2 separate regions of the Zea mays genome follow, and region 1 is linked to region 2. The links are chromatin contacts, called in public Hi-C maps. All regions are on one chromosome and are shown on one strand. The core of a region is the stretch at or near the end of the contact, and the rest is flanking DNA. Distances in the headings are between cores, read along the strand shown.

Region 1 (4,075 bases), core at 957-3,456, 200 kb before region 2:
CTTATGATGGTTTCACACTGATTTCTGGAAGACCCATAGGAGTCTGGATTCCGCACACAATACAGCATTACAGGGGTATTTGTGTAATCATCAACAATACTCTCCAAAAACTGTGCAGCTACACTGGCAAAGCCTCCAGAATCATCCACAAGAAACTGGATACCCTGTAGTAAATCAAGATCAATAATTTCAAAGGTCAAGACCTCAACGAAAAAGGAGAGAAAAATTCTATAAATTCACTAAATATGTAAGTGAACACAGCCCATTGTGTGAATAGAGTGTTTATTGATAGTTTGCTGTAAAAAAGACAAGACCTGGATATGGTCACATTCTTCAACAAAGAACCTTAGCCTCTCATTCATTTCCTCCATTTGGGACCATTCTGAAACCACCTCCTTTGCAGTTCCATAGTTATCAAACCTGTCAAAGTCTGTCCATGATCCATACAACTCATATAAGCTCTGAGGGTGATACTGAACTTTTGAATAATCAGTCCAAAATTTGACTCCATTCTCCAGATTTGCGACCAGGTCCTTATCTTCAACACTAGCATTGTTTTGGCCATCGCTAGAGCTTGGGTTCTGTTCTTCTTCAGATAAACTTTGTAGGAACAAGTTTCGCTCATGAGGTTTTGCTACTGATTTTGTTACCTTTCCAGACCTGCAACAACTGAGACCAGTTATCACAAGATTCCATGATCCTATCACACTGTTACGGATTTGTGCTCTCTCATCACTCAGAATTAAATCACCACTATACTAACATACATCTCATAGCATCAATAGTACAAAAGCAACACTTTCAACAACAGGCAATGGTAAGGCAAAAGTTGGACGATTTTCCAACAATAGGCAGATGCCATGAAGCAATTCTCAAGCTTCTAGATGAGTGTATGCAATGCATCCTTAGAGAACTCAAGGATTATAATTCTAAGAGGCTAAGACTGATAAATTGTGTCTTCTGGCACTGGCAGCAACAGCATTATGCTCCCCCTTCCAAATTATAAACTGTTTTGGTTTTTCTAGATACATAGTATGTACTATGTATCTACTATCTATCTAGTCATAGTGTATTTACTATGTATCTAGTCATAATGTACATATTTAGCTGCACTGCAAAAGTTATATAAATAGAAAACTCAAGATTTTGAACAGAGTACAATTTTACAAGCAACTGGTTTTGTCTATGTAAAGCTTTAGTCTGCAGCTAGTGTATCTTTAGCCCCATTGCTCAAAACAACCCAAACTACACCGAACTACTGCCTAATCATCTTCAGTTCACAAACGTGGGACGCCAAGAATCGATGACGCTTGAAGCATTTAGTAAGGAGAAAACGGAACATAGAATTAAATTGTACAAGTGATAGGAGTTAGAACATCACTTGCCATGTGAAGATGTTGGGCTCATCTGCAGCTGCACTGCTCGAACCTAGAGTGCCAGAGGAACTTAACGAGCCAAGAGACCCTGCAGATGGCACACCATGTTATTTTCACGACCGCGACAGAGAAATACTAATGAGCACGCAGAATGAAGAAGGAAGAACATGGCAAAAATCAATCCATTACCTCGAGAACCGACTGATACCAAGCGAGGGCAGTAGCTGGCGACGCTCTGAAGAAGTCGAGCAGTGTCAGTGAACGAACACGGAAATGACCAAACAAACCACTATAGTTGGGGGAGGGGATGGGGGGAGATGGTGCCCAAGCGAGTGACAGCCTCTCTCTACCTGGTGTGTCTCGCCGGCGCGGTACAGGACGTCCATGTCGAGCGCGGCGGTCCTGAATACCGGGTCGGCGCCGGGGTCGTCGGCGAGCCCGAGCAGCTCATCCTGCGGAGCAGAAGGTAGATTGCCGAGGCGTCATCGAGCTCAGGCACAGTGAGTGCAAGGACCCGGGGAAGGAAGGATCTTCCGGGGAAACGATCAGCTAATCACCTGGAAGTTCCAAAAGTGGGAGCCGACGAAGTTCGCGAAACCGCCGACCTGCACCGTCACCACCTCCCTCATCCCTGCCCTCGTTGCTCCCACAGCAGAGAGCTCTGAATACCTCTGGACGCGCAATCAGGTGTGGGGCGGTGCGCGGAGGCGGTGGGGGCGCGGGGAGTTGGCTGTCGACGGCGGCGGCGGCGTTTTGTGAGACGGGGGTAAGGAGTGGGCCGTGCGAGAGGAAGATTGGCTCATCCAAGGGCGGCGTTTTGTGAGACGGGGAGTGACTGAGCATGAGGTTTTTTTTTCTGAATGTTGAATCTTGTACTTAGATTTTTGTGTAGTGCTATTTTTAACAATTCTATTTTTGCTTTACAGGCTCATCGGTCCAAGCGACTAAAAAGGTCAAAGAAGCTTTGCAGCTGGAGAATTATTTGGTTCTATGAGTTCTAGCTTCATGTTAACTATGATTTATGATATAAATTTTTTTTAAAGCGGCCCTTCCCCCACTACTAGAACCATACGATCCTAAAAATGATCTAGAATTGAAAGATGTCCTTACTGAACTTAAGGTGGTACACAAGGCAATAGACGAAGTTGTTGATGAAGCTCTGAATGAAATTGTCGAAAAAGTTTTGAACGAAGATTAAGAAGCCTTTGTAAAAAACACTTTTAAGAATATGTCGGTTGTATATACGAACAATTGTGTGAAATGCATGTTCTGTATAAGTAAAGATCTCGCGATATTTCTTTATGCAGCTTGAAATAAGTATACGTACCGTTTGAGCAGAATGAGCAAATACATATTTCCTTCCTTTTATGCTTTGTAAAAAAATGTTCTATCAACCGAATTCTTATTTAGTCGAAAATACCTTGGAAAACACATGTCTGCTCAGGAAGAATGATGTCCCCTTTTTTGCCCTTCTGTCTCCTCTATATACTCTTTACAAGGGTATAAAATAATGGAAAACATATACGATGCAAAAGAATGATAAAAAATTTAAATGTGCCTTTATTTTCTGGATCTGACTTTGTGTTTCTTTGGGAGCGGCTTCAGAATCCTTTTTACTTGTACACATGGGGAACAATTTCCCTTCTTTTCCCTTTATATTTATGAATAATGATGTGCATCGTATGATGATGGAATGATGGCATGATGCTGTTAGAAATATAGGCATTTTCCGTATTATTTTAATTCCATAAATTAACATTATGATGATGACATATAAAATATGTTTAATCATAAAAATCATTATCTCAAATATATCCATAACAATATGGATCAAGAGAACATGAAACATATGAATTATATAAATATAATAAGCATATAAACATGGAACATATATTATTATGGAACAACTGAAAATAAACAGATAGCAACATAAACAGCATGACTGTAAAATTAAAACAGACAGATCTATCATATTACAAGTATGATCAGGCATCAGACACGTCATGATATAATGCGACAAAACAGATTTGATAAATTTATGGCTATAAATAAAACAGCAGGTATGAACATATATAATTTGCAGAATGAAAAACAGTAAGGAGATGAATTGATCATACCCTCCCATGCGCTCCGAGGATCTAGATCCTTGTCCAACTTCACTTGTCATGTCAGCAGGAAGAAGACTTTGGGCAGTCGCGTAGACGCTCCCCAAAAACCTAATTGCCGATCCCTCGTGCAAGGTCTCGAACGGCAAGGGCTCCGGAGGCACCTGCCCTCTCGCTTCTCTGTGCGCGCAGAGTCACGAGATGGAAATACCCTCACTCGGCTGCTGGACTGTGTTCTGAAAGTGTTTTCTCGCGTGTACCGAGTGACAGGGGTGCTCCTCTATTTAACCTCTCGCAGAGGGAAGCTGAAGGAGAAAGGTCGCCGAGTCACGCCAAGAGTCGGCCAGCTCTAGCCGAGTTATGCCATGAGTCGGCCAGCTCTCGCCGAGTCACGCCATAAGTCGGCAGCTGAAGGAGAAGGGTCACTCGGCTGACGTACGCGGTTAGTGAGTGCTAAAAATTAACACAACCACACCACGCCCGCTCGCCTGCCTGCCTGCCTGTCTGCCTGCCTGCCTGCCTCGCCACGCCACGCCACGCCCGGCCCGGCCTGGCCCGGCCCGGCCGGCGGCGGCGGCGGCGCGCGTGCGCGTG
Region 2 (3,992 bases), core at 1,438-3,937:
CATGGCTCCATCCTTGGGGAGAAGGTGACCAAGCAGGATGCCCGAACCATGTCGTTGACTAGGGACCAATACTTGCAGGTAAATACAACACTTTAATATTTGTGATAAAATTTTCTTAATCTTATCTTCTAATGTGCAGTGTGCCTGTTTTACTTTGTAGATGATTCCTTATTGGTGCGCCGCGCGTCCTTAGTGCTGGGAACAGATGGTGGATAGGTGGTGCTTGCCTGAGTGGGACGAGGCACACAACGCTAGTCGGGAACGACGTCTGATGATGCAAGGTCCCTCCCACCACCAAGGCAACCATAACCTCGACAAATATGCAGAAGCATGGGTACGTCCTCTTTTTTATTTAGGTATATAACACTGGATTAGATATGATTTTTAAATATCTCGTTGGTTTTCTTGCAGTCGGCGTCACATGGTGGCCAGACTTGCTCCATCTTCTCGGCTTATGCTATGGCCCACAAGGGAAAGGCGCGTCCGACGTCACCTACAACCCGGATGACGGACCCGAGGCGTATACCAACCCCACCGTCTACAGTCGCCTAAGTGAGTACACTGCCATGGCACAGGAGGTCCATGGGCCAGATTACGATCCGAGGATCGAAGACATTGACGGAGATACCCCCATGAGTGTCGAAGGAGGCAAGAGGCATGGGCGGTACTGGATTGCCGACGGGGCAATCGACTCGTCGTTCACTCGCACTCTATCCCAGGTGCGAGCAAGGAGCACGAGCTCGAGCCCAGCCATACGACCTGGGCAGGACAGCTCACATCATCGCATAACTCCAGGTTAGTGCTTCTGTAACTCGTCATTCCTTGAGTTATATACCTTCTCTTTGAGTTATTATAACATTGGGTTAGAATATTACATGCCCAGTTAGAAGAAGAGAGGAGGGAACATCAGGAGATGGAGGCGAGGATGATAGTGGAGCGGGAGGCCAGCTTGGCAGATCAACAGAGGATGGTGAAGATGTTCCAGTACATGCAGAGCCTTGGCGATGCACATGATCTTGCTCCACCACCTCTGTTGTTCCCTCCAGTTGACCCTGCTCAGTTCCATACTCCTGTGAGTATCAAAATTCTAGTCCTGCATGAAATATATTCATCTGGTATAACACATGCAATATCTTCTCTGTACTGGGACAATCTGGAGTGACATCCAACAACCCTCATGGATCGCCCAGCCCATCGCCGCACCAGTCCAGCCGCCCACCTTGATGATGATTTTCTCTTAGCTTATTGGTGATTGAGATTTGTGAGAAACTTGTCCTGAACTTATGTTTGTGAAAAACTTATGTTTGAGAGTTGGTAATACTTATGTTGGTGAAACTTGGTATGAACATAGACATGTTTGTGAAAAACTTGTGAGATCTATAGTTTTTGTGAAATATGTGGTCTCTATTATGTATGTGATGATTATGTGATATCTGTGATGTATATGTGATGATTATGTGATATATCTTTTGTTTGTTTGGAAGGAATAGCAAAAACAAATAAAAAAGGGATATTCTGGTCACTTTGCCGAGTGTAACCCTCGACAAAGAGGTTCTTTGTCAAGTGTCAGTGTCATAACACTCAGCAAAGAAGGCACACCGGCACAACCTTTTTGCCGAGTGCTGTGGCCTTGGCACTCGGCAAAGAAGCAACCTTTGGCGAGAGCCTCCTAATGCTCTCGGCAAAGGAACTGACAAAGAGACCTGCTGGTGATTTCTTTGTCGAGTGCTAGTTCGGCTGGCACTCGGCAAAGAGGGAGTCTTTGCCAAGTGCCATCTAATACGCTCGACGAAAGACCCGGTAAAGAGGCCCACAGGGAACTTCTTTGCCGAATGTCAGTACAGTGGACACTCGGCACAGACTCCATCGCCGTTACCTAGCGCCGTGACAGCGACTTTTATTTGTCGAGTACTGGCTGACACTCGACAAAGTGTCCGATAAAAAGTACTCGGCAAAGAAGTCATTGTCGATGTATAGTTCACCGAGCTTTATTTGCCAAGTGTCACACTCGGCAAAGGCTTAACTAAGTGTTTTCTAGGCTTTGCCGAGTGTTGACACTCGGCAAAGCAGCTGATTCATGGGGAAGTTGGAATGGATGAGGAGGAAGCACGGAATAATATATGGAATCAGTGAAGAGATAGATACATAGATAGGTGGTGGTGGTGGTGGTGGACGGCAAGGGCCACCACCGCAGCGACTACTAGAGATGCTGCCGCCCTTTACGCGGACCGCGTCTTTTGGTAGAAAGGCGCGGGGCGGGCCCCTGCGCACATGCTCATTCCCGTTGAAGAAAACAGCGTCTAATCTCCCCCGTTTGCAGGCCATTGGTGGTGCGAATAAAAATTTAAAGGCTGCCTTTTGCTGTCCCCGTAAAGCTGCTGATGCCCTCTCCTATCCTGCTGATTCCTGCTTGCTTGCCCATCTTATCTTTATTTTTTGCCGCCACTACTACTAGAATTCAAGCTGCAGGTTTGTCTCCTCTCCTCTCCTCTCATTTTTTTATAGCATCTAGAATGATGAATCGACCGTGGCTTAGATTCCTAGCTGATGCTGTGGATACCTAATTCTGTCTACTACAGTTCTGAAAGATGAATTCTCCTTCTGCGCTGCCCGCGGGCGTACCCAAAGCCGGTGCCGGCGACCACAGCCCAGCGGGAGGACAAGACACGCAGTGATCCAAGTTAAAAGCTGATTGGCCAAATTGCCCGGCCCGTCAGGGACCGCAAGGGTCACACCCACACATCTTGAACTCTTGACCTGGGCTGCAATAAATAAATATATAAAAAAGAATCTTCACATTACATGACACGAGAACGTATCTTGCTTTGCTGGACAGATTTGGAGGGGGGCAAGGCAGGGAGGGGAATCTTTATTAGTTTCAGATCCCCCGGAGATTGCTCCCAAGACCTGCTGTTCACCATGCCCCCCCCTCTGTCTCTTTCTCCACATTGCGTAGGAGCACGTTATGCAAGGGGTTAGTATATATCTTATCTTATCCTATCTTAACCCCTGCATGTTTTTTTAATCATATAGAGTAATGGGCGGCGCTGGTGGTGAGGTGAGGAGAATTATAAACTGGTACAAATTCTCCTCCGATGGGTAAATGGGGACGGTTTCCATCCCCGTTCATCGCGGAAACCCGTTAAATTGACACGTAACGATGTTTTCATGTAATAGTTAATGATAAAAAAATAATTATCTTATTAAGAGACCACTAATTATACAAATGTGAAACGTGTGTTTATTTTAATGTACATATGTTGATTTCTTAGATCTCACAATGTATATAAGTAGCAATATTTTATATTAACAACATATGAAGTACGTTATAATTGTAATTTAAGCGAGGATGGAGGATCCCAACGAGAATTTATCTCCGCGCGGAATGGTGACGGGAAAAAATCTCCCTCGCAAACGTTCGTAGGGATCGCCGTGTAGAATTTTTTTCGTTGCGTGGTCAGAGATGATGAGCTAAAACCTGATGTGAAATTTCACGTTGCCATTCCTAGAGAAGATTGATACCCTGGTCCCTCCCCTCTTTCTGGTTGGGCCATGGAAGCTTGGGGAGATCCGGTGAGATGCACGCAGTCCAAGCATTCCCATTCCTCTTTTTTTTTTTTGTGTGTGTGTGTGTGAGGGTGTTGCCATGGGCCACTCGCATCGCACTCCAGATTCTCGTTCGACTGTGACAGCTCACCAGCTGCAAGCAGTACTGTGCTAACAATGTGCTACTAGGAATACAGACTTGGTGATGAGTTTATGCTCAAACAAAAAGAGAGTCATGATCATGATTTGTTTAAGTTGCAGTTGGCAACTGGCAGACAGGGTCTTAAAGAATTAGCAGATAGCAGGGGAGGATGATGGTGAAGATCAGGCATGGACCAGCCAACTACAGCGTGTGTGTGTGCCCACAAAAGCAAAGCTGTAGTGGTTGCACCCTACTAGCCAAGAGCGAGCCCAGTCTCTCGATCTCAAACGACCAGGGCGACTTG

Evidence for each region. Hi-C and Micro-C count contacts between places; a contact is called where the count stands out from the background.
Region 1: a Hi-C map of leaf shows a contact between it and region 2, with 5 times the contacts expected there. The contact joins the promoter of LOC100273622 here to the enhancer-like site in region 2. A contact is called at or near these places in 2 of 25 Hi-C or Micro-C datasets (ear and leaf).

The regions. Positions count from the first base shown.
Region 1 is chr1:168,373,022-168,377,096 of Zm-B73-REFERENCE-NAM-5.0, reverse strand. LOC100273622 reads right to left here and starts at 2,206. Exons shown (of 9, transcript NM_001148038.1): 1 at 1,934-2,206; 2 at 1,727-1,828; 3 at 1,566-1,611; 4 at 1,386-1,464; 5 at 315-660; 6 at 1-164. The coding sequence starts at 2,005.
Region 2 is chr1:168,173,841-168,177,832 of Zm-B73-REFERENCE-NAM-5.0, reverse strand. No RefSeq gene overlaps it. Among protein-coding and RNA genes, the nearest start is that of LOC111590807, 51 kb to the left of the region's middle. Within about 2 kb of position 2,687, at least 16 of the 20 cell types and tissues checked have an H3K27ac peak or open chromatin away from gene starts, as enhancers often do. A contact at or near this core is called in ear and leaf, where this site is marked.